7 separate regions of the Mus musculus genome follow, and all the other regions are linked to region 1. A link is a contact called in public HiChIP or PLAC-seq and promoter capture Hi-C data. All regions are on one chromosome and are shown on one strand. Each heading gives the region's core, a stretch centred on a gene start, on an enhancer-like site or on the middle of the called end of the contact. The rest is flanking DNA. Distances are from core to core; before and after follow the strand shown. Region 1 holds the start of Med22 (mediator complex subunit 22). Region 2 holds the start of Nrarp (Notch-regulated ankyrin repeat protein). Region 3 holds the start of Tubb4b (tubulin, beta 4B class IVB). Region 4 holds the start of Tmem203 (transmembrane protein 203). Region 5 holds the start of Sapcd2 (suppressor APC domain containing 2). Region 6 overlaps Traf2 (TNF receptor-associated factor 2). Region 7 holds the start of Ajm1 (apical junction component 1).

What was found. Promoter capture Hi-C pulls out the DNA fragments that hold promoters and counts their contacts. HiChIP or PLAC-seq counts read pairs in DNA pulled down with a chosen protein or histone mark. Capture Hi-C pulls out chosen DNA fragments and counts their contacts.
Region 2: a contact with region 1 is called in a promoter capture Hi-C map of pre-B cells, with 5 times the contacts expected there. The contact joins the promoter of Nrarp here to the promoter of Med22 in region 1. A contact is called at or near these places in 2 of 39 promoter capture datasets (liver and pre-B cells) and 1 of 9 other capture datasets (liver).
Region 3: a promoter capture Hi-C map of pre-B cells shows a contact between it and region 1, with 5 times the contacts expected there. The contact joins the promoter of Tubb4b here to the promoter of Med22 in region 1. A contact is called at or near these places in 7 of 39 promoter capture datasets (the C10 cell line, the HPC-7 cell line, cranial neural crest and 4 more) and 1 of 9 other capture datasets (liver).
Region 4: a contact with region 1 is called in a promoter capture Hi-C map of liver, with 2.8 times the contacts expected there. The contact joins the promoter of Tmem203 here to the promoter of Med22 in region 1. A contact is called at or near these places in 2 of 39 promoter capture datasets (liver and pre-B cells), 1 of 484 Hi-C or Micro-C datasets (B cells), 1 of 115 datasets of contacts at active chromatin or transcription factors (double positive thymocytes) and 1 of 9 other capture datasets (liver).
Region 5: a promoter capture Hi-C map of liver shows a contact between it and region 1, with 4 times the contacts expected there. The contact joins the promoter of Sapcd2 here to the promoter of Med22 in region 1. A contact is called at or near these places in 2 of 39 promoter capture datasets (liver and pre-B cells) and 2 of 115 datasets of contacts at active chromatin or transcription factors (pancreatic cancer cells and thymic regulatory T cells).
Region 6: a FOXA1 HiChIP or PLAC-seq map of pancreatic cancer cells shows a contact between it and region 1. The contact joins the enhancer-like site here to the promoter of Med22 in region 1. A contact is called at or near these places in 2 of 39 promoter capture datasets (liver and pre-B cells), 2 of 484 Hi-C or Micro-C datasets (B cells and erythroblasts), 2 of 115 datasets of contacts at active chromatin or transcription factors (pancreatic cancer cells and thymic regulatory T cells) and 1 of 9 other capture datasets (liver).
Region 7: a promoter capture Hi-C map of liver shows a contact between it and region 1, with 9 times the contacts expected there. The contact joins the promoter of Ajm1 here to the promoter of Med22 in region 1. A contact is called at or near these places in 5 of 39 promoter capture datasets (the C10 cell line, the HPC-7 cell line, liver and 1 more), 1 of 484 Hi-C or Micro-C datasets (CD8 T cells), 7 of 115 datasets of contacts at active chromatin or transcription factors (double positive thymocytes, embryonic forebrain, embryonic hindbrain and 4 more) and 1 of 9 other capture datasets (liver).

The regions. Positions count from the first base shown.
Region 1 is chr2:26,908,202-26,912,315 of GRCm38.p6, forward strand. Med22 (mediator complex subunit 22) reads right to left here and starts at 2,441. Exons shown (of 4, transcript NM_001033908.1): 1 at 2,092-2,441; 2 at 792-872; 3 at 1-100. The coding sequence starts at 2,214. It overlaps Rpl7a (ribosomal protein L7A), which reads left to right and starts at 2,606. Exons shown (of 8, transcript NM_013721.3): 1 at 2,606-2,629; 2 at 2,805-2,925; 3 at 3,221-3,370; 4 at 3,818-3,958. The coding sequence starts at 2,627. It overlaps Gm23969 (a small nucleolar RNA gene), which reads left to right and starts at 3,060; the gene lies at 3,060-3,133. LOC115489587 (a small nucleolar RNA gene) reads left to right here and starts at 4,017; the gene lies at 4,017-4,090.
Region 2 is chr2:25,178,817-25,182,930 of GRCm38.p6, forward strand. Nrarp (Notch-regulated ankyrin repeat protein) reads left to right here and starts at 1,942. Exons shown (of 1, transcript NM_025980.2): 1 at 1,942-4,114. The coding sequence starts at 2,295. The coding sequence ends at 2,639.
Region 3 is chr2:25,222,481-25,226,594 of GRCm38.p6, forward strand. It overlaps Tubb4b (tubulin, beta 4B class IVB), which reads right to left and starts at 2,222. Exons shown (of 4, transcript NM_146116.2): 1 at 2,054-2,222; 2 at 1,644-1,752; 3 at 1,454-1,564; 4 at 1-888. The coding sequence starts at 2,110.
Region 4 is chr2:25,253,778-25,257,891 of GRCm38.p6, forward strand. It overlaps Tmem203 (transmembrane protein 203), which reads left to right and starts at 1,662. Exons shown (of 1, transcript NM_177344.3): 1 at 1,662-2,575. The coding sequence starts at 1,893. The coding sequence ends at 2,303. It overlaps Ndor1 (NADPH dependent diflavin oxidoreductase 1), which reads right to left and starts at 1,637. Exons shown (of 14, transcript NM_001082476.2): 1 at 1,440-1,637; 2 at 1,087-1,164. The coding sequence starts at 1,574.
Region 5 is chr2:25,369,666-25,373,779 of GRCm38.p6, forward strand. Sapcd2 (suppressor APC domain containing 2) reads left to right here and starts at 2,370. Exons shown (of 7, transcript NM_001081085.2): 1 at 2,370-3,333; 2 at 3,751-3,852. The coding sequence starts at 2,766.
Region 6 is chr2:25,532,612-25,536,725 of GRCm38.p6, forward strand. Traf2 (TNF receptor-associated factor 2) reads right to left here. Exons shown (of 11, transcript NM_009422.3): 4 at 4,065-4,114. Among named protein-coding and RNA genes, the nearest start is that of Traf2, 12 kb to the right of the region's middle. Within about 2 kb of position 1,795, at least 187 of the 459 cell types and tissues checked have an H3K27ac peak or open chromatin away from gene starts, as enhancers often do. A contact at or near this core is called in B cells, erythroblasts, liver and 2 more, where this site is marked.
Region 7 is chr2:25,577,969-25,582,082 of GRCm38.p6, forward strand. Ajm1 (apical junction component 1) reads right to left here and starts at 2,131. Exons shown (of 1, transcript NM_001005424.2): 1 at 1-2,131. The coding sequence starts at 1,929.

The sequences.
Region 1 (4,114 bases), core at 1,191-3,690:
TACGCTGGTCGATGGCTTCATTCACAGACGGGAAGTCGTTGAGGATCAGAAACTGCTTGAGATCGGATACCAGCTTCATCAGTGACTCACCAGCTCGAACCTGCACCATCGTAATCAGGGTAAAATATAAAAGGAGGCAGACACAGTGGCCCTGCTCTGTGTACGTGCTGCTGAGCCAGCAGTGCATCCTGGAAGTCTGGTTTACGTTCTGCAAAGAAAAACACTGCCCTGTACAGAGGTATCTGTGAGGACAGAGGCACAGCCAGGGAGGCAAAATCAGTACCCTCCGTGACCAAGTGGGCTAAGTTTGCTCACTTAAAGGAGTTTTCCTTTCCCAACCACACCACTCACACCATGTACACATCCTGCGTATTCCACTCAGAGCCAACAGAAAACCATGCCGACTTTCCTCCTGACTCCTCCTTTCCCAGATACGGCACAACTGCAGGTTGGGCAGTCGCAGGCATCTGTGCCCCACACCGCTGCCGATACCCACTGCACAGACACTGCCTACTGGGCTTTCTCTGCAAGATCAAGAGGCTCACATTTCACACAGGACTCATTCCACCATTTCCTTTTCCATTCGCAAGCAGCCTTGGGAAACCTTCATGTCAACAGGAACAGCTGCCCTCCCTCTCATCACCACCACAGAACGGACAAGGCCCTCCTCCCAGTGCCTATGAGGGCAATCCCCAAGACAGGCTCTGCCCACCCCATTGCTCCCTTGTTTTCCTCTGCTACTCTGGACTCTACCTACAACCCCTCCATGGTGTCTTCCATCCCACACTCACGATGTTGGCTGCTCGAACGTGCATCTCATAATTGTCCTGTTCGCCCTGAGTAGCCCGAGACACCTGCGTCTCATCCTCAATCTGAGGGCAAATAAGAAAAGCCTAGAATCAACACAGGGAGCAGCCACCTGGCTTAGCTGCCACCGCCGCCGCCGCCGCCGCCACCCGCCTTCATGTCTTTACCATAGCCTGTCAGGCCTTCCCGCAGATCCAGAGCCTACTTCCTGTCTAGACAACTGGCAATGTCTCCAACCCCTTCTTGTTCTCTGGGTGACGATAGGTTACTTCATGTCAAAAGGACACTGCCCAGTCTTTGTGACAGTTTATAAGAAATAAAGGGCTAGAGAGATGGTACATTCAGTTCGATTCCCAGCAACCACAAGGTGGGTCACAACCAGCTGCCATAGGATCTGATGCCCTCCCTCTTCTGTCTGATGTTCTCTTCTGTCTTGCAGGTATAGATGCAAATAGAGTCCTCATATACATTAAATAAATCAATCTTTTAAAAAGACATTGACTTATTTAATGTATATGAGTTCACTGTTGCTGTCTTCAGACACACCAGAAGAGGGCATCAGATCTCATTACAGATGGTTGTGAGCCACCATGTGGTTGTTGGGAATTGAGCTCAGGACCTCTAGAAGGGCAGTCAGTACTCTTAACTGAGCCATTTCTCCAGTCCTTAAATAAATAAATCTTAAAAAGAAAGAAAAGATGTTCAATAAAGGATTAAAAAGACAAACTTTCTGATCTCTGAGTTTAAGCTTACAGGTGGACCAGCTGGAGCCTAACACAGACCTCAGTGGGCTTGAGGCTTCTCAGAAATTATTTAAATAGAACAGCATTTCTCAACCTGTGGATTGCCTTTCACAGGGGCTGCCTAAGACCATCGGAAAACACTGGCATTTACGACTCAAAGGGTAACAACAGTTCTGTAGTTGCAACAAAAATAATTTTATGGCTGGAGGTCACCACAACATGAGGGTTGTGGTGTTTAAGGGTTAAACTCACCAGTCATCACAAGAATCTATGGCAAGGGTAAACCTCAGCCCAGGTGGCTAGTGCTCAGTAACTAACGTAGAGCCCTGGCAAACGGGCCAGAGTTCTCCTCTCTGCTCTGTGCTTGTCACTATTTGGCTCTTCTATTTATCTGCTGTCCCATTACTTTTAACGCCTCTTCACTCCTACCCGCACCGGTCAGGTGAGTCACATTCCCTCTGCTTTCCTCACCCCTGTACCCAGGCCCCAGGGAAAACCAGTCCCAGCCTTCTCCAATGGCTTCGGAACAGCTACCACACACCTTGGCGGTCTTGATGATCTCGGTGAAGTTGTCCATGATGGACTTGATGTCGTCTTTGAGCCGCTTGTTGTATGACTGCAGCAGCGTCTCCTTGCTCTGGGGAAGGGCTCTCTGCTGGGCCATGGCGGGCCCTGGACGAGAACCAGTCTGGTCCGGCCCGAACCGAGTACTGAGGGCTGGGGACCGGGATTTCCGATACAACAGCTCCGTCCACGAACACACGCCCGGCAGCAGGCCCTTACGGCGAGGGAACAAAGCACCCGCACGCTCCTTCCCGCGGCTTCCGTTCACTCCTGGCGCCTCCCGCCGCCTCTCGGAGCCTGCGGTCCGGTGCCAGGGCCCGCCCGCCTGGACGAACGCGCAGCCGCGGCCCGACACGCCCCCGCTCAGGCTCCGCCCCTCTGTCAGAGTCCGAAGTGGGTCCTTGTCGCTTTAAATCCGAAATCCCGCGAGGGCGCCTGCTCTCGCGATATCTGCGGCCACTTACTTATCCCCCACAATTCCCTCTTCTTTCTTTCTCCAGCAGCCGAGCAAGATGGTGAGTGTCTCTGGGCCCCCGCGCTATCCGCCTCCATCCGCCGCCCGTCGCCCGTCAGCGGCGTTCTCCGCCGTCCCTGTCTCCTCGGGGTCCCTCGCGGAAAGGGAGCCACAGCGACCGACTCACAGGCAATGACTCCGCTGCCCGATGGCACGGGTTTCTCTCTTCCGTACAGCCCAAAGGGAAGAAGGCCAAGGGGAAGAAGGTGGCCCCGGCCCCCGCCGTCGTCAAGAAGCAGGAGGCCAAGAAGGTGGTCAACCCTCTGTTCGAGAAGAGGCCCAAGAACTTCGGCATTGGTAAGGAGTGGCGTCGGCGTGTCACAAGGGCAAGGCGCCTTGACGGGCAATGGACTGAATGAGAGCCGGGCACCGTCCCGAGCAGCCGCCACTGCGCATGCTCGGCTGGTGTGAGAAGGGGAATGGTGGTCGTGTGCAGATGATGTGACAGAATATTTGCTATCAGATGAGTGGTGATGACACTAGAACCACCAAGATCGCTGATGCACCGACGCCCTCCTGCCCTGGGTACTGCCTCGGCTGCAGGCCGGCCCGAGGAGAGGCCTCGGTCACAGTGTCCCTCTTAACTTCCCAGGACAGGACATCCAGCCCAAAAGAGATTTAACGCGCTTCGTCAAATGGCCCCGCTACATCAGACTGCAGCGGCAAAGAGCTATCCTCTACAAGCGGCTCAAAGTCCCTCCTGCCATTAACCAGTTCACCCAGGCCCTGGACAGGCAGACAGGTGAGGTTCCGGGCCCCAGAGCCAGAAACTGGCCCCGAGTTTGCCCTTACTGCAGTGCATGGCCACACTAATACAGCTATGAAGAGAGAGGTGGAAGGGGGTCCCCAGTCCCTCCACCTGGAATGGGCGGGATTTGGTGAGGAAGCAGTTGAGGAAGGATCCCCGTGTTGACCTCCTGCCGTCTCATCAGTGTACCACAATAGGGTGGTTTTGTTGGGGGATCAGGGTCTCTAGTTGTGGAGCTCAGCATTGCTGCCTGTTTCATGAGTGCTGGTATTAATGGCATGAGCCACAGCCATTCAGGGCTAGGAGGTCAGACACAACTTTTCAATGCCAGGTTAAGTGACAGGTTAGAATTGGGCCTGGGCGTGAGATTGCTGGCCAAGTAATAGCCCCAGCGCCTTTAAAGGGATTCAGGCTTAGAGTCCAATTGAATGTGTTTTCCAGCTACTCAGCTGCTTAAGCTTGCCCACAAGTACAGGCCAGAGACAAAGCAAGAGAAGAAGCAAAGGCTACTGGCCCGTGCTGAGAAGAAAGCTGCTGGCAAAGGCGACGTCCCAACTAAGAGACCACCTGTCCTCCGAGCAGGTCAGTGCTTCCCTGCCCGTCCCCCCCACCCCCCAAAGGGAGGATGGTAAGGCAGGCTGTGCAGTGATGTGTGAATTTCTTCACCTGAAAATATTGTGAAGAGTAAATCGAGCTTTTTAACCCTGAGTCGCAGCTTAGTGGAGCTGCATTTTTGTG
Region 2 (4,114 bases), core at 692-3,191, 1.7 Mb before region 1:
CAGGACTTTTCTCCCAGGCTCTGTTCTGGGCAAGCATCTCAGATGCCCTTCCTCAGGCCAGGCTGGAGCCCACCTAGGTAGGGGCCTATCCGGGGACCCATTCACCTTCAAGGAACATCACTGGGCTTGATGAAAGTAAGGCTCTGCTCACCCCCAGGTGTGGTCTCTGATTCCTGCCTGTCTAAAGCTTCCAAGCCCTATGCAAACGCATGAAACCATGGGCCAGCCAGGAATCAGATCCTGTCCTCTTATGCTCCCAGAACTCCCGTTTCTCCCTGCCCACTTTGTTTTGGGTTAGTGTTCTGTGACACAGCCTGCATTGGGGCATCAGTCAGAACCCCCAACTGCACCTCAGTCTACCTGCACGGTGGAGAGAACCATAAGGGTTCCTCTCAAGATCTTGGAACAGTAGCCAAGCAGTGGTAGCGCACGCCTTTAATCCCAGCACTTGGGAGGCAGAGGCAGGCGGACTTCTGAGTTCGAGGCCAGCCTGGTCTACAGAGTGAGTTCCAGGAAAGCCAGGGCTATACAGAGCAACCCTGTCTCGAAAAAAAAAAAAAAAAAACTCTCTGAACAATGAGGTATAAGGTGTGGCTAGGGGACCAAATAGGCAGAACCCAATAGACCAAGGATCCCAAGAAGACTAGAGAGCTTTCCAAGCTGAATACACATGAGATTCAGGTTCTCAGGTTAGCAGAAAAGGAGTGTGACCCTTAAACAAGTTGGCCCGACGGGCGGACATCTGGTGGTCACAGTGGTGGTGGGGGGGGGGTTGCCTACTTTCTCCATTCAATTTAGCTATGGTCCCTCCCCGTGAACATAGTAAGGTTGGGGACATGCCCCGGTGAATATGATACAGTTCTGAGTCTGGGGCAGGAACATCCACCAAAGGAGCGTCCCCAGATGGAGCCTGGCTGGGTGGGCTGCCCAGCTGAGGCTTACAGTTGCCTGCTTGGAATTCCCAGTTAGCTTCAGAAGAAATCAAGCCCTGACGTGCCCTGCCTCCTGCTCTGCAAGTCTTAAGATCATTCCTCCTTAATTTCCAGCAACCACAGCGAAGCTATAAGCCGTAAAACATAATGAGGAAATGTGGAGCCTTGCCTTCCCAGCCAGCGCCAGCACCTCCTGCCTCACTCACGGTCAGTTGTTAAGGGTGGTCAATAAAACGTGGGGCTTATGGCTTGGAAATGAGTCATTTCAGAACTCCCTCAAAGGGCAGTGCTGTTGGTCTCACGAGCCAGCCCTGTGTCTTATATGCTGACACTAAGTAAAGGAAACACATAAGGAGGAGTAGTGACAGACTGGCCACCGAGAAAGAGAGAGAGACAGAGAGAGAGGCAGAGAGAGAGAGATAGACAGAGAGAGACAGAGACAGAGGGGGGAGCGAGCGAGCGAGCGAGCCTGTGCCAGCCTGCCAAAGGAACCCCTACCTACACTGTGGGTAGCTTAGGGGCATGGAGCTCCCTCCATCAGTATGGAGGAGCCAAATGCAATTGCTGCTCAAGCTTCCCCGTAAATTACACTTGAGTAGAAAGGACCAGAGTGATGGAGGACTATACAACCGAGCAGTTCGTGAAATTGCCACCTGTGAACGCCAGGTCCAGGCCTGGGAGTGGCTGCGCAAGGAACTCGCAACTCCCGACATCTATGAAGGAAGAAGAAAACTGCCGAAGGAGCTTATACACCGGAGCAACCAGACCCAGGATCCCGCAGTGGTGCTGGAAAACCCCCGAGGCCTTCTGACCACCCTGGCCAGACCAGACTAGTGCTGGTCAGACCAGCGCCCTCTATCCTGGAGGGAGCTGCAGCACGACCCCGCCTCCGCCCCGCCCCCACGTGGGCACCACCCAATCGAAAGAGCCCTGGTGTGCGCGTCAAGAGCGTCTATTGTTATGCAAATATAAGAACCGTAAAAGACGGCGAGAAGCGGCGGGCGAATTAGAACTATTTTGCAAAGGGACGCGGGTGGAGTTCAGCTGGAGCGAAGCCTAACCTCGAAGGGACCACGACTGCGAGTGTCGCGGCCTCCGGCTGCCCCAGGTTCTGCGAACCAGCACCCAGCCCTGTCGCCCGCCCGCTTGGGCGCGGCTGGATGCAGCAGGGGTCCCGCGCCAGCGGCCCTCGGCCCCGAACGCCCGGAGTGCGCAGGGGCGGCGTGCGGGGCCCGAGGGCGCAGCGCCCTCCATGCGCCGAGGCGTACCTCGAGACACGCCCCGAGACAGCCCGGGGCCCGCACTGCAGCCGCCGCCCGCGCTAAGCCGGGGCGCGGCTCGCAGCCCTAGCTCTGCGGCAACATGAGCCAAGCCGAGCTGTCCACCTGCTCGGCGCCACAGACGCAGCGCATCTTCCAGGAAGCGGTGCGCAAGGGCAACACGCAGGAGCTGCAGTCGCTGCTGCAGAACATGACTAACTGCGAATTCAACGTGAACTCGTTCGGGCCGGAGGGCCAGACAGCACTACACCAGTCAGTCATCGACGGCAACCTGGAGCTGGTGAAGCTGTTGGTCAAGTTCGGAGCCGACATCCGCCTAGCTAACCGCGACGGCTGGAGCGCGCTACACATCGCCGCTTTCGGGGGCCACCAGGACATCGTGCTCTATCTCATCACCAAGGCCAAGTACGCGGCCAGCGGCCGGTGATAGCCACCCGGACTCCGGCCCCTGGCCCCCACCCGCGTCGTCTCTGCTGTACCTTCCCGCCAACTACCTCGGTGTGCGCCAGGTTTGCTGGTCCGCGTGGAAATCGGGCTAAGTCTCTACGTCCGCGGCCACGACCAAAGTAGCGCATCCGTGGACCCCAGGGTTCGGCTCTCCGCAAAAGAGCGCCTCCCCTTGGCAGTCCTCTGAGCCCCGCGGGGCCCCAGAGCCTTCCCACGGCCCCGACCGCCTAGAGGGTGGGGGCGGGGCGCAGGCTCCAGTCCGTTTTGAAATTTGAGTCTCACACCGGGAGACTTCGGAATCCCGAGATACCGGATCCTCCGCTTGAAATGTTTTCTCCGGAAGGTGAAAGGCGCGGGCGGACTCGCGCTCCAGCCGCCGCTCGTGAGACCCGGCCGCTCACAGTGCGGCGCCCGCCGCTGGCAGCCGCCAAACAACCATTACCGGGCTCCACCATCTGCGCGCCCTCGCACTTAGGAAGGGAAGGGGACGCTCCGGGTTCCTGATGTCCTCAACTATTTATCACGTGTGTGTATATTTGTGGGTGAAGTTTGTGCGCCTGAGTTTTTTGTTTGGAAATATTGTGCGTGGTTATGGGAGAAAGATGCATTTTTTTTCCTTTAAAACTAAAAACTTGAGTCTACCATTTTTTGGTTGCACTGAAAATACCGCCTAGCCCTATGGTTTTCCCATTGCTAGCCCCTCCCCCACCGAGTCCCTAATCTTCCACACCTCATTCCTCTTTTCCTCTCCCTGGATTCTGAGTTTAGAGAGCCTAGGATCTGTCTCCCTTTCCCCTCCCGTGAGAGGCCACCATTCCCCACACAGGCTGGTTTAGCAAAGTTCCAAAGGGCTCTTGAAGCCCGCGTGGCTGGGACGTGGGGATTCTGAGAGCATGGTACCCTTCCTAGTGACTTCTATTATAGTTAATAGTCGGTTGCACACTTTTTTAAAAAAGTAAATGAATTTGCCACGATTAAATGTCATAACATTTATGACAGAATATAAAATATTAACATATTTTAAGCCAAGTTTTAGGTGTATTTTTTTGAATCTTGGTTATGAACCCAATTTTAAAGGGCGTTGTATCCAGCGTTGTGAAGGCTGTTGTGTACCCATATTTATATTTTTATAAAATTCCTATAAAGACTGTGAATCTCTCATACTATTGCTGAATGAGTGGAAGGGCTGCTGTGCTCTTTCTGCCTTCCCCAATCCCCATCCCCACCCTCAAACCCTGCTCCAAGGCCCTATTATGATCTGAGGATCCAGCCATGAGGGAGGGGCTGTGCCAAGGACCAGGGCTGGAGGAGGTGCTGGAGCGTCACTGGCTGTCCCAGAAAGGAGACTTCCTGGTTTCTGTGGTTCCAATTTTCTATGCATCTCCATTCCCCTTCTTGTTTTGATCCTGGGAAATAAAAGGGAGGCTGAATTATTCAAATTTAAATGAGGTTTCC
Region 3 (4,114 bases), core at 972-3,471, 1.7 Mb before region 1:
ACATGGCTGTGAACTGCTCTGAGATGCGTTTGAACAGCTCCTGAATAGCGGTGCTGTTGCCAATGAAGGTGGCCGACATTTTCAGGCCCCGAGGTGGAATGTCACAGACAGCTGTCTTCACATTGTTGGGGATCCACTCAACAAAGTAGCTGCTGTTCTTGTTTTGGACATTAAGCATCTGTTCGTCCACCTCCTTCATAGACATGCGGCCCCTGAACACGGCAGCCACAGTCAAGTAGCGCCCATGTCTTGGATCACAGGCAGCCATCATGTTCTTGGCATCAAACATCTGCTGGGTGAGCTCAGGAACTGTCAGGGCACGGTACTGCTGGCTGCCCCGGCTGGTCAAGGGGGCAAAGCCAGGCATGAAGAAGTGCAGGCGAGGGAAGGGCACCATATTTACAGCCAGTTTCCGCAGGTCAGCATTTAGCTGGCCAGGGAATCGCAGGCAAGTGGTTACCCCACTCATGGTGGCGGACACTAGATGGTTCAGGTCACCGTAAGTGGGTGTGGTCAGCTTTAGGGTTCTGAAGCAGATGTCATAAAGTGCTTCATTATCAATACAATAGGTCTCATCTGTGTTTTCAACCAGCTGGTGGACTGAAAGGGTGGCATTGTAGGGCTCAACCACTGTGTCCGACACCTTGGGGGAAGGTACCACACTGAAGGTGTTCATGATTCTGTCTGGGTACTCCTCCCGGATCTTGCTGATAAGGAGGGTACCCATCCCAGACCCAGTCCCCCCACCCAGGGAGTGGGTCAGCTGGAAGCCCTGCAGGCAGTCACAGCTCTCAGCTTCCTTTCTCACAACGTCCAACACCGAGTCAACCAGCTCTGCACCTTCTGTGTAGTGCCCCTTGGCCCAGTTGTTCCCAGCCCCACTCTGACCTGTAAGAGAAAACAGTAGGTCACACTAAGTATGTGCCCAAGGGGCCAAATGACATGAGGTGACACTGAATAAAGTGTACAGACCCAAAACAATCTGCCATGTTAAAAAAAAGGGGAGAGGGGGTGCTGTGCATAATGGCACAAGCTTTTAATCCCAGCACTTGGTAGGCAGGTAGTTCTGAGTTTAAGGTCAGCCTGGTCTACAGTTAAAGAGGCCAGGCAGGGATACATAGATTGGGGATGGGGGGTGGGGGAGACCAGACGGAGATGTACAGAACACACTAGAGCTAAGACAGTAAATACTTCCAAAGGCACCCCTGCCAATGTTCAAGGAGAGTACAGGGCCCCTGCCACTAGGTCAGGTCTTCTCATACTCTCTACTAGCAACTAATCTACCCGCAGTCAGTTGGACCTTCCTCCTAAAGCTGCTTTCGGCCAAGGGATTGAGTGACTCAGAGGGCAAGAAAGTGTACACCTGGTGGCTATTAAGGAAGAACTTTAGGTCAGCCCCTTGACCTTTGAGCCTCATGGGTAGCAAGCCCGTCCACACCTCCACCACACTCACCAAAGACGAAGTTATCAGGTCTGAAGATCTGCCCGAAGGGCCCTGAACGCACCGAGTCCATGGTGCCGGGCTCCAAGTCCACGAGCACGGCGCGGGGCACATACTTGCCACCTGGTTGGGACAGGGGGACGTCAAGTGTGCTCAAACTGGAAGGGTGGTGAGGAGGATGGATGGGGTAGAGGAGCCTTACCGGTGGCTTCGTTGTAGTACACGTTGATGCGCTCCAGCTGGAGGTCGCTATCTCCGTGGTAAGTGCCAGTGGGATCAATGCCATGCTCGTCGCTGATTACCTCCCAGAACTGCAAGGGAGTCGGGCGTTAGCTGAGTCACGCCGGCCGGCCGGTGCGCTCCAAGGCAGCCCCGCCCCGGATGGGTGCGGCAGGCCCTCCCCCTCCCTCCAGTCTCAGGAGCGCCAGGGCGACGAATCCCTAAGGGCCGCGCACCGTCCGCCCCACCGACACCAGCCACCGGCGCTACGTCTCGGCCCAGCGTACGCCGGTATCCAGGACGCAATGAAGGGCGACGCTCCGGGCCGCTTCCGCCATCTTCCCCGGCTGGCTGTCCCAGTGGCGTCTGGCTCGCAGAAACCTAGCCTCCTACCTTGGCGCCAATCTGGTTGCCGCACTGCCCAGCCTGCAGGTGCACGATCTCCCTCATGGCGGCGGCGACTGCGGAACAGCTGTAGAAGAGGAGCACTTCGGGAGGAGCAGGCGCACAGAGTGCTACAACCGACGCTCTGCCAACATTTATATACCTCTTATGACCCGCCCTCGTCAGCACAGGATTGGGCTTTCAGAACGAGGCCACGAATTATCCTTGTCTGATTGGCTACATTTCCGTCAATCGAGCGGTCTGGGGCCCGCCTTCCCAACAATATACTCTCATTATTGGTCACGCTTGCCTACGGCTCCCCCTATCACAATCCCCGCCCTGGCGCCGCAGTGCTCAATCCATTGGGTGTTTCAAATGATTGATTTGCACTTCCATTGGCTGCCTCCTGGGAGCACTCCGAGAGCCTGACACTATTGGCTGCGCTGTTTTGGCGTCCTGGTAACCGCCGCAGTGCAGCGCGCGGGTGGGACGTGGAAAGCCAGCTTCCGGCTGAAAGGGAGGGGGCGACTTTTCAGAGCTTTGTGGGCTCGGGCGGCTTGGTAGGTCTGGCAGCTGCTGCGGGGAGAGAAAGGAGACGCGGGCAGGCATTGTCGATCCGGAACACACCTTGCAAGCCTCAAGCTGAGGCGAATTGAAACGCTAACAATAATAGGCTCTGGATGAGGCGCCGGGCCCTTCCGGGACGCACTGGGCAGGCGCGGGGTCCTCTGTCTCTATCTGTCTCTCTCTCTCTCCCCCCTCCCCTCTCCCCCCCCCCCTTCTCTCTTCCCCTCCCCACCCCACCCCTGGGAGGGCCATCCCTCCGCCCCTTCGGCCTCCCTAGATGTTGTGGAAACTTGCTGGCCAAGAGCCGGTTTCCTTGGAGCCTGAGTTCCAAGTGCGCACAGAGCTGCATGGAGACTACAGGGCTGGGCATGCCTGGCCATGACTGTTAGAGGGAAAAACAAACAAACAAACGTGTGCAAGTCCCTGTCCTGTAATGGAGAGCAATACATGTACATATTTCTTTTTTTTTTTTTCAGGGTCAGGTCCAAAGCACCCCTACCCCCAAAATGGTAGTGCTGACATTGTCCTAAACAGGACTTGACCAGGTAAACAAGCTTAAAAGTTTCTGTTTACCAGAAGAGCAGGTCTCTTAAAGTGATTTCTGTTCACCTTAACTTTAACCTTCCCTCCCAAGTCAGCTACCTCTCGAAGGCAAGTAGTTCTGAAACAATCCTTTTTCTCCATTTGCTCCCCCCACCTTGGCATTTTGATCCCCAATATCTTTCTGCCCACAAAATGGTCTAGTTGGTAATTTCTCTACGCCATTGCTTATGAGACAGAGTCGTCTGGCCTGTAACCTGGAATTCTGCCTTAGCCTCCAGAATGCAAGGACTACAGTTCTTAGTCTTCATGTCTGATGTGTAACTTTTTAAAGGAATATTATACAATGGGTCTGTCTCAGTCTAGCCACTTCTGGCTTTTGGAATGAACTACCTTCAAAACTAAGGGTGTTAGGCAATCCCTGTTGGTTGTGGTATCCAAGTACCTACCAACCATGTCACAGGAAAAAACCCCACCAGGACAAGCAGAGTCCTGTATCCTGAGCAGTGGCATTCTGTCGCTATATACAAAATGCAGTCCTGCCGGGCAGTGGTGGCGCATGCCTTTAATCCCAGCACTCGGAGGCAGAAGCAGGTGGATTTCTGAGTTTGGGACCAACCTCGTCTACAGAGTGAGTTCCAGGACAGCCAGGGCTACACAGAGAAACCCTGTCTCAAAAAAACAAAAACAAAAACAAAAACAAAAAAAAAAAAACCGCAGTCCTAGTGTTCATATTTACTATACTGACCAGGATCTCCAGAAAGATCTGACTGTCTTGTCCTTTCCCAGAAGGGTAGATCAGGAAGGGGGGGCTGAGTTCTGTGACCACACTGACAGGACCCATACATACCTCAGGAGGTTTAAATGTATGTAAGGTACCAGGTCACTTTTTGGCATGCTGAAGGTTATCTCAGTACCTAGAAATATCTTCTGAGTTAAAGATCCTGGACTCTACAGAGTAGC
Region 4 (4,114 bases), core at 412-2,911, 1.7 Mb before region 1:
GCTAGATGGCAGGCCTGAGGGATAGGGGACTCTGTTTTTTCAGTTTTATTTTGGGTGCTTCAACAATGATGCTTGTGCCAGGACCTTCCCAGTCCTGCACAGCTAACTGCAGCTCCTCTAGGTACCTCCTGGCATCTGCCATAACTGGTCCTCTCAATCCACAGGTGGAATTACTTTGAATTGTTTGTTTGTTTTGTTTTGTTTTTTGAGACAGGGTTTCTCTGTATAGCCCTGGCTGTCCTGGAACTCACTTTGTAGAACAGGCTGGCCTCGAACTCAGAAATCCGCCTGCCTCTGCCTCCCGAGTGCTGGGATTAAAGGCGTGCACAACCTCCCCCGGCTTTACTTTGGGTTCTTGTGCTGTGATTCTGCCCTCATCTTTTATATCCCTCTGATTACACACCCTGCTGAGTCTACCTTTTGGGCTCTCTGGAATATGCCTGATTTATTCAGCCTTGGGCCACCACCCAGCTCAAGGCACGTGTGCACCTCCTGCTTACGGGGATATATTTATTGCCTAGCATTATTCTTGCCATGTTCAGATAGGTGGTGGTCTTGCTACACTGACAGCATCACTGTGTCAATTCCATAGTCCCTATAGCTTTCATCTTAATAGGACATTTCACTGTAGCTATCCAGGATTTTTGAATGAACCTTTCTTCCTACCCCTTTTCTGTCAGCACAGTTCATGGCTGGGGAATCCTCAACTTTCTGCCCTTTACACAGGTTGCTTCTCACCACCATCTGCCCCTCCTTTTATTAATTTATTTTAGAGACAGGTTCTATGTAGCCCTGGCCAGCTCCATCTGCTCCTGCCTCCCAAGAGCTAGAATTAAAGGTGTGCTCCTTCCTTCCCAAGAGTTGTGTACGATTTCAGGACCCCCTTTACTCTCTGAACATCTGGCACTTTCCCTAGCACCAGGTGTGGTTTTAAGAGCTATTTCTCTCCTCGGATCTACAAAAAGAATCTCTCTCAAAGGCACCTCTCATACTCAACACGCGTTGAAGGGAAGCTATTTCTGTGCACGCTGGGACTCTTATACAGCAATGAAAACAGGATGAGGGTACACATTAGGCCAACCTTACCTTCATGTTGTCAGGAGGGTCTCCTTGGCCTGTGGTCGCACAAACAAATATCACCAGGGGCTCCCTAATGAGATTCGCCTCGAGGACAAGACACAAGTAGATGTAAGGTCTCTGGCAGCCTTGATCAGTGCCCTCCCTGCACCGCATCCCACCACCACCTTCACCTAGGGGAACAGAGTAAAAGTGTTTGGACACTTATTCCCACTGGCTACCAGGCTTTACTTTCTCAGGCCTCAACCTAGTGCCTCCCTTTCCCCTGAATCCGCTTGGGCCCAAAGGGCCTCACTCAAACGTCCTCCATCCGAGGGCGCGAAGTCCGGTGGAGGGTCTCCGCCGTAGCGCCCGAGCCTCACCACGGAGTAAGAGTCCAAAGCCTGCACGCGGCAACCTAGCCGCCGGCGCCGGGCCTCACGGCCCAGCCTCTCCGCCTCGTCCTGGGCTGTACCAGTCTGGCTGCCGAAAAGCACCAGGAGCTGTGGAACCTGCATTACTGCACACGCCGGCCAGAACCGCACACCTCACCAACTTCCCCCTTCCGCTGTCAACAGGAAATGACGCGTTTCAACTGCGCCAGCGGGGGGAGGGGCGGGGATAGCATCTGGACACCACGGGCTTCTGCTAGCCTCCGGTTCCGGGTCCGGGGTTGGGGTCCTCAGGGTCGCAGAGCCCCAGGGCCGGCGTCCAGGCCAGGTTGGGCTGCTTGCTGCCTCCCGTGTGCAGCGGCGGCAGCAGGCGGTCGCCAGGTCTGCGGTCGGAGACGTCACAGCCCGGTGCGGGGCACCGGTGGCCGGTGTTAAGCAGGCGCGATGTTATTCTCGCTGCGGGAGCTGGTGCAGTGGCTGGGCTTCGCCACCTTTGAGATATTCGTGCACCTGCTGGCCCTGTTGGTGTTCTCCGTACTGTTGGCACTGCGAGTGGATGGCTTGACTCCGGGCCTCTCCTGGTGGAACGTCTTTGTGCCCTTTTTCGCCGCCGACGGGCTCAGTACCTACTTCACCACCATCGTTTCCGTTCGACTCTTCCAAGATGGGGAGAAGCGACTGGCTGTGCTGCGCCTCTTCTGGGTTCTCACCGTCCTTAGCCTCAAGTTTGTCTTTGAGATGTTGCTGTGCCAGAAGCTAGTGGAGCAGACTCGAGAGCTCTGGTTCGGCCTGATCACGTCTCCGGTCTTCATTCTCCTGCAGCTGCTCATGATCCGGGCTTGTCGCGTCAACTAGCCTCTTGCAGTGGCTGGAAATGGAGCACTGCGCAGCTGGAGTTCTGGACCTCCCGGTCCTGACCCAACTTGGTGCCACACTGGTGGAGCTTTGGTCAGAAATCAGTGTTTGCTTGTGCCCAGTTTACTGTCCAGTTTTCTTTATATATAAGATCGTTTCCTCGAGCAAAGCTTAAAAGTGAAGTCTTGTTTATTAAAACTTATTTCCAGTTATTCATGCTCTGAATTGCCAGTCAATACTGAACTTTTCCAGCATTTGGAGACTGCATATAAGTAAAATATCCTGCTGGGCTCTGAGTATTTCCCATGGTGATGTGCCCCCTTTATAAATCAGCTTGTTCACTCAGCAGCACTGACCTCAGAGCATGTCCCTTCATCTGTCCAGGGCAGACTTATACGATTGATAAAGAGGGCTGGCATCCCTTTTCCTCTTTTCTGCCAAAGACTAGCCTTTTGTTCATTCCACCTCACAAAGACAAAGAGAAAGCAGACTGTTGAGAAAGGGCATGAATAGGGCCCTGTGTGGGTATCTGCCATCTGAGAAAAAATTCTGGTCTCAAGGCATTGCTTGATTTCCTGGCTCAACCGATTGCAGTTTTTTTTTTTTTTTTTTTTTTTTTTTTTTTTTTTTTTTTTTTTTTTTTTTAAAGATTTATTTATTTATTATATGTAAGTACACTGTAGCTGTCTTCAGACACTCCAGAAGAGGGCATCAGATTTTGTTACGGATGGATGTGAGCCACCATGCGGTTGCTGGGATTTGAACTCAGGACCTTCAGAAGAGCAGTCGGTGCTCTTAACCACTGAGCCATCACACCAGCCCCCGATTGCAGTTTCACGGACTTTCCCACCACCTTGTGGCAGGCGTCATTAATACACTTGAGACAGACAGACCTAGAAAAGGAAGCATAGACATTAGGAACGGGTGCTCACATGCTCATGGCGGTGGATACATTTACAGCTGAAATTTATTAGCTTACGGTCGGTCTTTGAGTTTATGTCAGTTGTGTGCCAAATGAGACCATTTGCTGATGGAAAAAAATGTTTCCTGAAATTAACAATATATATTTAAGCATCCCAATGTTTGCATCAGGTGAATGCTAAGACGCCCTTTGCCATGTGGTCATTAGTGCACCATGGCTAGAACACTTTGGGTGTTAGACTGTTTTCGGCAAATCCCTGTTTCTTGTTGTAGGAGATGAGTAACTTGCACTACTACCCACCCCAGCTAAAGACAATGGGCTGTATTTTGTAGAGCATGTGACACCAGAGCCCTGACTTCTTAGTGTGTAGCCATCGGTGAGCCCTGATGACAGTGCCGAAGAATTGAGATGAAAAATGGTCGTTTAAGGACAGATTTCCCGTTTTTAAAAATTAGGGTGTTGGGGGCTGGTGAGATGGCTCAGTGGGTAAGAGCACCTGACTGCTCTTCCAAAGGTCCCGAGTTCAAATCCCAGCAACCACATGGTGGCTCACAACCATCCATAACAAGATCTGACTCCCTCTTCTGGAGTGTCTGAAGACAGCTACAGTGTACTTACATATAATAAATAAATTTTTAAAAATTAGGGTGTTATGCAGCAAAGACTTGCCTCAAACTCACTCTGTAATCAGTGATGACCTTTTTACTTCCTGTTTTATATGATTTTGGAAATCAAATCCAGGGCAACATACATATTAGACAACAATTACTATTGCTGCTGCTGAAACAGGAACTCACTGTAACCTTGACCGGACTAGAAACTCACTCTGTAGAACAGGCCTCTAATTCATAGAGGCTGGCCTTTGCCTCCCAAGAGTTAGGATTAAAGG
Region 5 (4,114 bases), core at 1,120-3,619, 1.5 Mb before region 1:
CAATGAGAGACCCTTATGTCCTTTCTTATTTTATCTATCTATCTATCTATCTATCTATCTATCTATCTATCTATCTATTTATTTTCGAGACAGGGTTTCTCTGTGTAGCCCTGGATGTCCTGGAACTCACTTTGTAGACCAGGCTGGCCTCAAACTCAGAAATCCGCCTGCCTCTGCCTCCCGAGTGCTGGGATTAAAGGCGTGCGCTACCACGCCTGGCTCCCTTTTTTATTTTTTGAAATGAATCCTTTCACAACTTCATACGTATATAATGTCCCTTGATCATATTCCCCCACCATCTTCCCTCATTCCCTCCTCTCAAATCCTTTCTTCTTCTTAACAAGACCCCTCACACTTTGATATCATGGTCTGTCTGTGTGTGTGTCCCACTGCATTTAATCAGAACTGAACATGAACGTCAGTTGGAGGCAAAGCTTCACTGCTAAGGACTATGACCCTCTTCCCCCAGAAACTATTAGCTGCCTATCACTGCCTAGGCAGAGGCTGGGCCTCATGGGCCTCCCTAGCACCCACCAGCTCTTATCTTCTTTGCAAGTTGCCTCAGTTGACCAGGGCCCTGGGTTGAGTCTTATTCGTTTTGCTGTGCGGAGCAGTGCTGGTTTCACTTTCTGTAGGTGGTTACTCCTGTACCTAGCTATGCATTTGTTCCAGGAACCCCCAAGGCCCCATCCTAGCATGGTTCCTCCCTGCAATATGGCATTTGCACTATCCCTCATCAAATAAAGATTCCTGTATGCTTATTATCCACTGAGTGCCTATACTTCAGACCAATGCTAGGCCTTGGGATGGCTCAGTTTTATTCCCAAACATCGCAGTAATTCATGGTAAGCAGTCACTACAGCCAGACATGTAAGGTAAAAACATTTAAGATTTGGGGGCAGGGGCAGAGGAAACAGGTGCCTGGGCTAAGTCTGAAGGGTTCATAGCAATCAATCAATACATAATCAATAGAGGTTAGCCCTCTTCATGTAGCCCAGGGCCTGGAAGAAAGGGAGCATGGATGGACACCCTGAGGACTAGGCAAGACAAGAAGTAATTAAAATATGAGACATCAGAGGGTCTTTGACCAGGTCTGTCCCCAAAAGGGTAGCTAAGGTCCATGGAACTCTGGGCCCACTAAAAATACCTTACTATGAATGAGCCACAACTTTGGGTGAGATGGGTGTGGTAGAGTACACCTTTAGTCCCAGCACTTGGGGGGCAGAGGCAGGCAGATTTCTGAGTTCGAGGCCAGTCTGGTCTACAGAGTTAGTTCCAGGACAGCCAGGGCTACACAGAGAAATGCTGTCACAAAAAACCTGTCTCAAGACAAACAATCAAACAAAAACAATTTTGAATGAGCAACTCCTAGAAAGGTGGAACCAGGGAAGTTGGGCAGGGAAGTTGCTTCCACAACTTGAGACACGTGCCCTATTGCCAGAGGCTTTCCCAGATGAGCTGGAGTGAAGTTCTGAGTTAAAGGGTCTGTCTGCAGGCATTCAGAAGGGTCTCTCTGTGTTTAGAAAGTGCAGGCAGCAGTTAACAGGTGGGCTGTTCTCAGTGGCTACATTTGTCTCAGTGACACCCAGGAGTTTGGGAATGTAAGCATGTGTAGGCATAGAGAACAGGCAAATGAATTGGCGGAGGGGGGGGGCATCCTAAGGATCTCCCTGGTCTCCAGGGGGTGCTCCTGCCAGCCCTGAGACGGGCTTCTGGGTTAAGACTGCAGCAGGCTAAGGCCTAGATAGAAGGGCCGAGTGGTCCCACTGCAGAGCTAGGCCAGGGCTGTGAGGGCCAGATTGACAGCTAGAGATGTCCCTTAAAAGGGCCAGATAGCCGGGCGTGGTGGTGCACGCCTTTAATCCCAGCATTCCGGAGGCAGAGGCAGATGGATCTCTGAGTTCAAGGCCAGCCTGGTCTACAGAGTGAGTTCCAGGACAGCCAGGGCTACACAGAGAAACCCTGTCTCCTAAAAAAAAAAAAAAAAAGGGCCAGAGCAGGGTCCCAGGACCAGAGCACCAATGGAGTTGGTCACCGGATGGGCATCTGGGGACAGAAGACAACTTGGCTTTGTCCTATAGTTGGCAGGACAAGACAGACTGTCCCAAAGGACCAAAGGTAGAGTTGGCAGTTGTTGGGACAGAGGCCTCAGTGAAGGAGAGCGCCCAACTGTCTGGAGCCTATAATCCTCTTGGGGCGTTCTTAATGCAAGAGAAGGGAGCCCCAGAGTCAATCGGCGCCTGGCCCCAGGGGACCCTCAGTGTAAAGGACCGAAGTGAGCAGGAGGGGCTAGACATTCTATCCTTACTTGTGAGGCTACTTGGGGTACAAGATCCGTGAAGGGCCCCAAGCTCCGCCCCTCAGAGAAGTGCCTGGGAAGGCGGAGCGCACATGAACCAGAGAAAAGGCTCTACCGAGGCAGGAGGGATGGTGGACGTGGAGACAGGGGGATCGTGGGCAGCAGCGGTAAGAACTCTGGCTGGTTCTACCCGTTTCTCGTTAAGTCTCCCAAGGGCCGGATGGTGTGGGCGCCCGCCCCTAGTGCAGGAGAAATCAAACTGGGACTGGTGGCTGCGGAGCCAATCCCGGAACAGATGGGCCAGTTTCGACCAATAGCCGCTGAGAATATTAATGAAAGCTGACGCGGCGGCGACCAGCTCTTCATTCAAAAACAGCAGCTATTGTCGCCGTGGGGAGCGCGCGCCGCCTTGCAGGTTCTGCCATCTGGTCTTGCGGGGACCGACGCGGGTGGAAGCTGGGCGCCCATGGCCGTGGCAGCGATGGCCGAGCGTGGCCGCCTATCGCACGCTGCGCCCGCTCCTAGTACAGAGGGGCTACCGCGAGCCTTTCTCCAGAGCCTGCGCACCCTCTTCGACATCCTGGACGACCGGCAACGCGGCTACGTGCACCTGCGGGAGATCGAGTCCCGCTGGCAAGGTGCAGACGCACGCGAGCTGCCGTGCGGCGTGCTCGAGGGCCTGCGCCAGGTGGCCCCGGCCAATGGCTACCTGACCTTCGAGCGTTTCGTAGCGGGCTTGCGCACCTCGCTGCTGAAAGCCGACGGCGGCCAGCGGGATCAGGCACGCGTCGCGGCCCGGCCTGGGGACCAGTCGTCCCTGCAGCAGCGCCTGATGTTCGCACCGGCCGATGAGCCGCGGACTGTCCTGGAGAGAAAGCCTCTGCCTCTGAGTGCGTGCCCTGCTTCTGGTGGCCCCAGTGGCACCTCCCGGAACCCTGAGCTGTTATGTGTCCCGGTGGAGGCGGCGTCCTGCCCCACAGAGACCGAGCGGCCCCTGAGCAAGGCGCTGGAGCAAATCCCCAGCGCGGATTTGGGTGAGTTTGGGTCCCTAGTCACACCTCGTAATTCCAGGGACTTGTGCTAGAAACTGGAGACCCACAGGGTCTTGTCAGAGGGGTGGAGATGGGGACGACTGTGAGCAGCCTCTTAAGGAAGGTTGGGGCCACCTGGGTGGAAAGGGGCTTTGGCCTGTGCCTAAGTGCTGAGGTAAGGGCAGAGGCCCGATACCAGGGCCAAGGGCTGATAAGTGACTGATAACTCAGGAGACGCCCAGTCTGTCTCAAACCTGAGCTAGGCATTGGAGCGTCTGTGGCCGTGAGAGAAGGCATCAGCCTGCTGTACCTGCTCTAGACCTGGGGACATCTGGGTCTTCATCTTCATTTCTGCGTGGCTGCTTGTGAACGTTTCTTCTTAAAAGTGCTCATGCTCTCATGCCCTAACCTGTCCTGAAGGCTCTTCTCAGTGTGACACCCTGCAGAGACAACCCGGCCTGCTTCTCCACCCAGGAGGCAGAGGAGGCAGCACAGGAGCACCTAGCACAAGTGCTGAAGAAGGTTGGGTGTATGTATGATGGTGTGTGTGTGTGTGTGTGTGTGTGTGTGTGTGTGTGTGTGTGTCCCACAGCACCTGCTGTGCTGTGCTGCTGCAGATACACTGCCAGACACAGACCAAAGTCTCTGGGGAATCCAGCAGGCTTCTCTCCCTCCTTCCGGTCTAGTTGGCTGGGACAGGAGACTGTTGAATAGCCCCCTGTCTGCCTTGAGAACAGGACCTGCATTATGCCTGAGCCTGGAGGCAGGTTCTCAGGAATCTAAG
Region 6 (4,114 bases), core at 545-3,044, 1.4 Mb before region 1:
GGCTCCTGAGAAATGACACCCAATGTTAACCTCTGGTCTCCAAATGCACATGCACACATGCGCAGCCACATGGAGACACACACACACACACACACACACACATACACACACACACACACACACACACTATACAAAGCTGTTATACGGTAGAAGAAAGCCTAGAATGCACAAAACCCTGGAGTTAATCCTCTATACTAAAAAATAAACAAGAAAAATGACGAGGCATCTTACATTTGCTTTGAAGTAGTCCACAAAGGCCAACACGGGCTGAGAGACAGCTGACAGAAGTTCTGGAGGCACCAGGAGCCTAGCACTGACTTGGCTCTCAGTCCTCTGCTCAGAGTTTCTCTATATTTCTCATACTGGTTTTTTGAGACAGGACCTTATGCAATTCATTCTATGAAACCTGGATTCTGACAAATTTCAATAAACTGTTTCTCTCCTGGGACAGGTGAGGCTCAGTGGGTGAGTATGTGCTTTGTGTGTTCATGGCCCTGTGTTCCATGCCCTGCACTGGCTGCTTCAAATCCCAGCTAAACTCAGAACCTGAGAGTGACTTGAATATTCACTCAATACTCCAGGCTGGCAGGCCACCAAACCCCAGAGATGTTCCTGTCTCTGCTTCTCCAACTTTGAGATTACAGGCGTATGCTGCCGTACCTGACTTTTTTAGATGAGTCCTGGGGGAGACCAGGGAATGAATGCTTGTCCTCAGGTCCTGACCATAAAGGATTACAGAAGACACACTTGTAACAACACATTCAGGCAACAAAGACAAAGCTCAAACTCCCCTAGCAGACACAATCTAAATCTATCAGCATTTATTCAAGCAGAATTCAAATTTAACATTTTAAGAAAATATAGTTGTTAAAACTGAAATTTTGGGGGGTGGGGTGGATGGGTGTGGTTGAGAAAGGGTCTCACTATATAACTTTGCCTGGTCTGGAATTCACTATGTAGACTATAATGATGGGCTGGAGAGAGAGCTCAGTGGTTAGAAGCACTTGTTGCTCTTGCAGCAGACTCAGGTTCAACTCCCAGCTCCCACATGGTGGCTCACAGCCAACCTTAAGTCCAGTTCTAAGGGAGCCAGTGCCCTCTTCTAGTCCCTCTTTGGGCACCAGGTATGCAAGTGATGCACATATACATATACAGATAAAAGCCCATACACATAAAATAAATAAATGTGAAAAGCAAGTCCACGATGAGGCCATGCCGACTGGCACACCTGCCTTCCCAGTTTCAGCTGTTCCCTGGAATCTGTAGCCTGGCTGGCCTGGAACTCACTATGTGGGGACCAGGCTGGCCTGGAACTCACAGAGATCTGGCAGCCTTTGCTTTCCCTAGTGCAGTACCAGGCTTTGCCTTCAGGACAACAGACTTTAATACAGCTTTCAATTCATCTTCAGAATGAAAGACATTATCATAAAGGAAAACAGAGCCAAAGGCTAAGCAGGATTTTTTTCCCATCTTTCAAACATTTTAAATAATTCAAACCATAAAAAAAATGTTTTAGTTACAACCTTAGTTCCAGTGAAAGCTAAGAAATAAAGAGATTTGTGACAGGCAGAAGAGAGGATTATCTGTGGTGATGACTGCACAAAGAGGGTGTAATTTCTTCTCTGGCTTGTGACATTTGCCACCAGCGACAAGTTTTTATCAATAAAATCAGCTAAGGCTGAGCTGTGCCTGCCCTCCCATGTGACCAAACCCAACTCATCTCAGGGACTTTCCAGAGCTCTCAAAGGGTGCAGCCAGGGACTTTCCACTCTGCATGCCTACAAAGCCACATGGCACCAAGCCCATGGCCTGGCTGCAGTTCCTGGCCATCAGTCAGAGGCCCACACAGTCACTGACCTACAGTACCACAGGCCTGGAAGCAACAGAAATCTTGGGGGAATCTAAAGCCTACCACAGGCCTGGGAAGAATTATTCCACTTGCCCCAGGGGTCTCTCAAAACACCTTCAAGAGCAAACAGGTTCTATAGGCCACCATGCCCTACACCCACATTTTCCTGCATCCACCCAATACACCAAGCATGTCACTTCCCTAGGAGCCGTCTCTTTCACAGGCAGCACTAAGCATTTCATTTTAAGGATACAGTGTGGACTATGACTCTTGATCAGGTCCTGACACCATGCTTGAAAAAAATGAGTTTCTTGTTCACCCAAGTGAAGCCCAAACTGCTCAGCTAGAGACTGAAACCTAAAGTGTGACCAGTCAACAGGTCACGGGACATATAGCCAGACACAAGAGGCAGGCATAGGAAAGACAAGGCCTCACTAGCAGCCTGGGCCACCTCTGAACACATGGTCCTCCTGTCTCAGCCTTCTAAGAATAGGGATTATAGGTGTGCATCACCATGTCCAGCGGAATCAAAAACTTCTTTGAAGGTTGTTGACTAAAGCAACAAGAGGAATGAGAAACTTGGTAGACTGGAGGAGTGTCACTTAACCACGTGGCCTCTGTAATGCAGGTTTAACTCAAGATGCCTAAAGGTGACATACTAAAAAAAAAAAAAAAAAAAAAAAAAAAGCTCATGCTAATGTCCACACTACACTGGCCCCTTTCATAGACCACCTCTTCCTCTGGCCTTCTAGATGACTTTCTGTGACCAAAACAAATATACCCATTAGTTAAATAACTTCCAGAGTCAACACAATTCACAGCAAGAAAACTCTTGTGAGTGAGGCAGGGTAGTGCACATCTTTAATCCCAGAACTCAAGAGGCAGAGGCAAGTGGATCTCTGAATTCCAGGACAACAGGGCTATAGAAAGACTGACTCACACCGAGTGTGGTGATGCACGCCTTTAATCCCAGCACTCGGGAGGCAGAGGCAGGCGGATTTCTGAGTTCGAGGCCAGCCTGGTCTACAAAGTGAGCTCCAGGACAGCCAGAGCTATACAGAGAAACCCTGTCTCGAAAAACAAAACAAAAAACAAAAACAAAAAAAAAAAAGACTGACTCAAAAGAAATAGAAAACAAATAACAATAGAGAAATCCCTGGTGGGTATGATATACACCACAGACTCCCACTGAGCTTAAAAGCTGCAGCTTCCTGCAAACAATGAAAACTTTGCAGCCAAAGCAACACAAAGGTGTTACCAAGGCCAGCCTGGCGCTAGCTTCTTATGTAAGGCACTCCCGTCCTACTGTACCTCTGGGGAACTGGAGTAGGACGTGGAAAGAAGTGACAGGCTTATGGTACAGGCCTACCTGCACTATTTGGGTTTCAAAAAGGGTACTCTTTAAACAAAGAAAGAAACAAAATAAAACAAAAACAAAATTCGCTAGGTAGGCCCAGCTAGCCCTCAACTCAGCATTCTCTAGCCTCACCTTCCCAAGTGCTGGGGTCACAGGCATACTCAGAGAAAAAAAGGTCCTTCTTTTCCTTTCTTTTCTGTTTTTTTGAGACAGGGTTTCTCTATGAAGTGATGGCTGTCATGGAACGTTCTCTGTAGACCAGGCTAGCCTCAAATTCAGAGATCTACCTGCCTCTGCCTCCCGAGTACTGGCATTAAAGGAGTGTGCCACCATGGCCAGCTCTGAGGAGGAACTTTTTTCACATACATTAGCCAGGCCAGTTCTAGCAAAACTAGAACACGGCTTCTATGAGAAATGTTTTGTAGGGGTTGAAGAGATGACTCAAAAGCATGGGAGCTGGAGAGATGGCTCAGCGGTTAAGAGTACCATCTGCTCTTCCAGAGGGCCTGAGTTCAATTCCCAGCAACCACATGGTGGCTCACAACCATCTGTAATGGGACTGGATGCTCTCTTCTGGAGTGTCTGAAGACAGCGACAGTGTGCTTATATAAAATAAATAAATAAATCTTAAAAAAAAAAAAGAAAGAAAAAAAAGTTAGGAGCACTGACTGCTCTTCAGAGGACCCAGCTCAATTCTCGGTAGGCAGCTCACAGCTGTCCATTATTTCAGTTCCAAGGGTCCAATACACTTGCACAGACATACATGCAAGCAAACCACACATGCATAGAAATAAATTATTTTTTAAAGTCCACTGCTGGAGACTCAGCCACCGGGCCAGAACAGAAATGTCCATCTACCTCGTATTCTTTCAAGGTCCCCTTCCAAGTGCATCCATCATTGGGACAGA
Region 7 (4,114 bases), core at 881-3,380, 1.3 Mb before region 1:
GGTGGGCTCTTCAGTGCTGCCAGCCGAGGCCGGGGGCGAGCGCGATGGCGCCAGCAGGGTGGCCCCTCCAGGGCCTGCAGCCCGTGAGTCCAGCAGGCGGCGTAGTTGGCGGCCTAAACCTTCGGCGGCAGGCTCCGGGGCCTGGGCTGGCGACCGTGAGTCGATGACCAGGTCAGTGATGAGCTCGTCCAGCTGCTCGAGGCTGCGCTGGCGGCTTGAAGCAGGACCCTCAGGGACCGTGGATACGGGCTGCCGTGGTCGGCCTCCAGGCAATTCCCAGCCCTTGGCAGTCGGGCGATCCACTGAGCGCAGGTCGTTGTCTGTGATGGTAATCTCTGGCGTGACGTACCAGTTGCGGCCCAGGCTCTCTCCCGCGCGGCCCTTCTCTGTCAGCGACGTCTCGGACAGCGACAGTGCTGCATAGCGTCTGGGTGAGGTGGACAAATTCACTACGACTGGTGGACGCCGACCTTCAGGGGATGAACCCCTCGTATCCCGAACCTCGCGTCCCAGGAGGTTCTCATAGCTGCGGCCGCGTCCTAGAGGATCTTCACGACGAGGACCAGGAGCTAGGATGTTGTCCCAGGATCGAGAGTAGTGGCGGCTATCGGTGGCCAGCCGGGGTGGGCTTGTGCCGGTGCCGCCGTGCCACGAGGCCAACAGTGGTCCAGGGGCGGGAGGCGGCATTACCTGAAGGGTGCGGTAAGGCCTCGGACCCCAGTCAGCCCAGGGTGGGCTGCTGCGCGGGTGCGGGTAAGTCCGAGCCAGTACATCGCGTTCTCGGTACCTCCCAAAGTCCTCGGTGTAGAAAGTGCGGGCTCCAGGGTGCGCCCGGGGCTCTTCTGGGACATACCGGGGAACGAAAGGCATACCGTAGGCTCGAGTTGTCTCCCCGTAGTAGGAGCGGGAGGGGGGCTCCTGGATCGGGAAGGTGCGTACTTCGCCAGCATAGTAGCTGCCCCCACGCCTTGGACTGGGTCTAGGGGGTTCTTCGGACAAGTAGGGCCTGGAACAGTAGCCATCAAAGGGAAGGCCGGGGCTTGTGGTAAAGCTGCCTGCGTAGCCCTCTGGCTCCTCGGTGTAGAAGAATTGGGTGGGACCTGGAGGCGTTGTGAAGGGTTGACTGCGGTGCTCCAAGTAGTCCCGGGGCCCAGGCAGTGGCCCGTCACAGTACAGAGTTCTGGGGTCAGTACAGTACAAGTCACTGGGGGTAGGAGTGCGTGACAGGGCCACGTGGCGAGGGCCGGGAACTGTGAGGCCATGGAACTGTGGAGCTGTGCGAGCCCAGGACGTCGTCTCTCTAGGTGCGCAAGATCGCGAGCTTCGGGCGGCGTGCTGCAGCACTGCCTCGTCCGGCTTGATGTCCAAACGGCAGCGGACATGGGGGACAGGTCCAGAGGGTGGTTCCGGTGGTGCGCAGCGGCCTGGGGTGGCGCATAGAGGCGCGATGCGTCCGGGGCCTCCCCGCTGTGGCTGGAGCTTGATGGGGTGCAGCTCATTAGCGAGAGCTCTCAGCGCAGGATACGAGGGCTCCCGGCGCGGCGACCCCTCCACCCGCACTGCACGCTGGGCTTCCCGACCTCTGCGTTGCAGTACGGGCGGCGAAGCTGGAGCAGTCGCCAGGCCTTGGGACGCACGGGGCGCGCTCTTGGAACGGGTGCGGCGCCGAGGCTCGCTGTCTCTGGGTCGGGCGCGCGGTGGCGCAGGTTCAGGAGGTGGCGGCTCTGGGTGTGTCTCCATGGTGGGCTCGTCCAGTGCCTCTAAGAAGTCAAAACTACGGCAGTGGCGCTTGTTGAAAGGCGTGGGCGCAGCAGGCCGGGCCACGGATCGCTCACATGGCTGGCGTTTGGACGTGAGCCCTGGGTCCACCACCTTGATGTCCTGGTACACGGTCGACACCAGCAAGTCCGGCGGGTCCGTGCGGGTCATCTTAAAAGACGTCCCCAGGCTGGCAGCTCCAGTCACACGGCCTTTCGGGGATTTTGCCCTGGGAGGAGATACCGGTCAGGGCAGCCTCCTCTGCACCCCAAGCCCTTTACCCCACCCCACCCCACGTGCTGGTCCGGCTTACCTGGGGCATAGGGGATGGTGCAGCCTTGGCTGCAGGTCATGGTCAAGGCTTCTGGTGCTGCCTCCATGCCTATGTTAGATGTACCTGCAGGAGAAAGCTCACAGTCCATGCGACCTGTGGGGTAGATGGGCCAGGAGAATTTAGGCTACTGTGGACCTTCTTTGTAGAGGGAACTCCTGAGTTAAACCTGCCAGGCATTCTCTCCCCCTACTAGGGTCGGTTGGGCAGGCTTAGGTAGATCAAAGCGGGACGTGATCTCAGCACTACTGCCCTCTGGTGCCTACAGTTGGAACGATGCACTTTTAGATTTCCTTACAGGTAGACCCTCTGATAATGCAGAGTCCCAGGTGAGTCAATGAATGGTTCCTGCCTGCCGACTAGGCTGGGCAGAGAACTCTTCTCCTAGCACTCAAGTCCTTTTTAACTAAGCGTAAGTCCCCTCAACTCGATGAGGTCCTAGGCAGAGGAATGATCCCAGAGTTTTCTTGGGTCTCAAATCCCTCTTCCTTTTGCATAAATCTTGGACCCCAGTTGCTTGAATGAAACCCACCAAGCTTGCTGGAACAGAGAAGGCTACAGCAAGACTCTCCTGCTTTGCAGAATTGCACATGGACCCTTCCCCCACCCCCAGTGTGTGCTAAAGCCAGGTTTAGGCTACAGAACCACGTGGGGCCATGTGAGCCACGAGTTCATGGTGTCCTTCCTCTAAGCTGAAAACTACCACTAGTGTACCAAGCCAGGAGGCTGCTAGCTAGGAGGAGGCAGAGGAGAGGGCGGGAAAGCCCCTCCCCAGGACAGAGTCCTTCCCACTCTGGCTTTGGAAAGCTCCATGGAAACGTGTGGTTGTTCATCCCTGGAGCTATGGGCTGAAAACGATCTAGGCTAATGTTCAGATGTGGGCCACCAGTGTCTGTGGTCTCCAGGGCCTGGAGCTGGCTAGAGAAAGAGGGTTTAAGAAGGCGATCACACACACACACACACACACACACACACACACCCTCCCCCCATAATGCACCTACTCCCAGGACATCTGCTCCAGAGGAAGTTGAGAGTGTGTTGGGGCCTGGCAGGACTTGTAAGTGGATGGGCCTTTCGGGTCTCTAGTCCAGGTGTACAAGGGGCTGTTAGAGGGGTGCTCTTTGGAGTCAGAGCTACTAAGTACCAAGGCTTGTTCCAAACCCAGGTTCATGCCGACCCTATTAAGACCCCTTTCATTCTAAACTCAGTGCCAGGTCAGAGTTTGGGTGAGATGACAGGGTCTGAGGCTCCGCCCCAGGAAGGTGACAGTCGGCTTTGCTGGCTGCAGCTGTCAGGAGCAGTGCACTGTGACACACGCTCCCTTTGGGATGGGGTTGGGGCTTGCTCTTGTATCCTAGGTATTTTGAAGGCCCTTCCCAAATAGCAGTCCTGCTTTGGCCCGTCCTGGAGCAGCCATCAGCAAGAACCTAGTCTGCGTTGCTTGGGGGCGGGGACTCCTCATCCTTCCGTGCAGCCCCCTCCCGTGCCAACAGCTCCACATGCTGGGCAGTTTGGCTTGGCCTCTTACCTGGTGATTACTCCACGAGCCGAGCCCGAGTAGTCTGCATAGCCCAGGTCGGTCCCAGTGTGTACCTGGCCCCGCTATAAATATATATATATATATACATACACCCGGTACCAGCAGAAGCTTGGAGGCAGCAGCTGTGATCCTGGCCTGGCGGCTCAGTACTGCCCCTAGTGGCTACCAATAGAATAGCACTTAAAGGGGCCGCGTTATAAGGTAGGTGTATACTGGGACCACAGACGACCTAGCTCTCATTTTAGGCGGTGTAGAGTGAAGGGTAATGTATAGCATCCCCAAAGCACAAATCTTTCGGTCTGAACAGGGAGTCCCTTGCACCAAGAGAAGCCTGCCAGAAGGATTCCAGGCAGGGTCCTGTAAGGAGCCAGAAACCTTGGCTTGTCTTTAGAGAAACTGGGTTTGGGGAAGTTTCCAGAATACACGTCTGTGGTTGGACCTGGGTGGGAGCAGATGCCCATTGGCCTCTCCTCAGGAACTGTCCT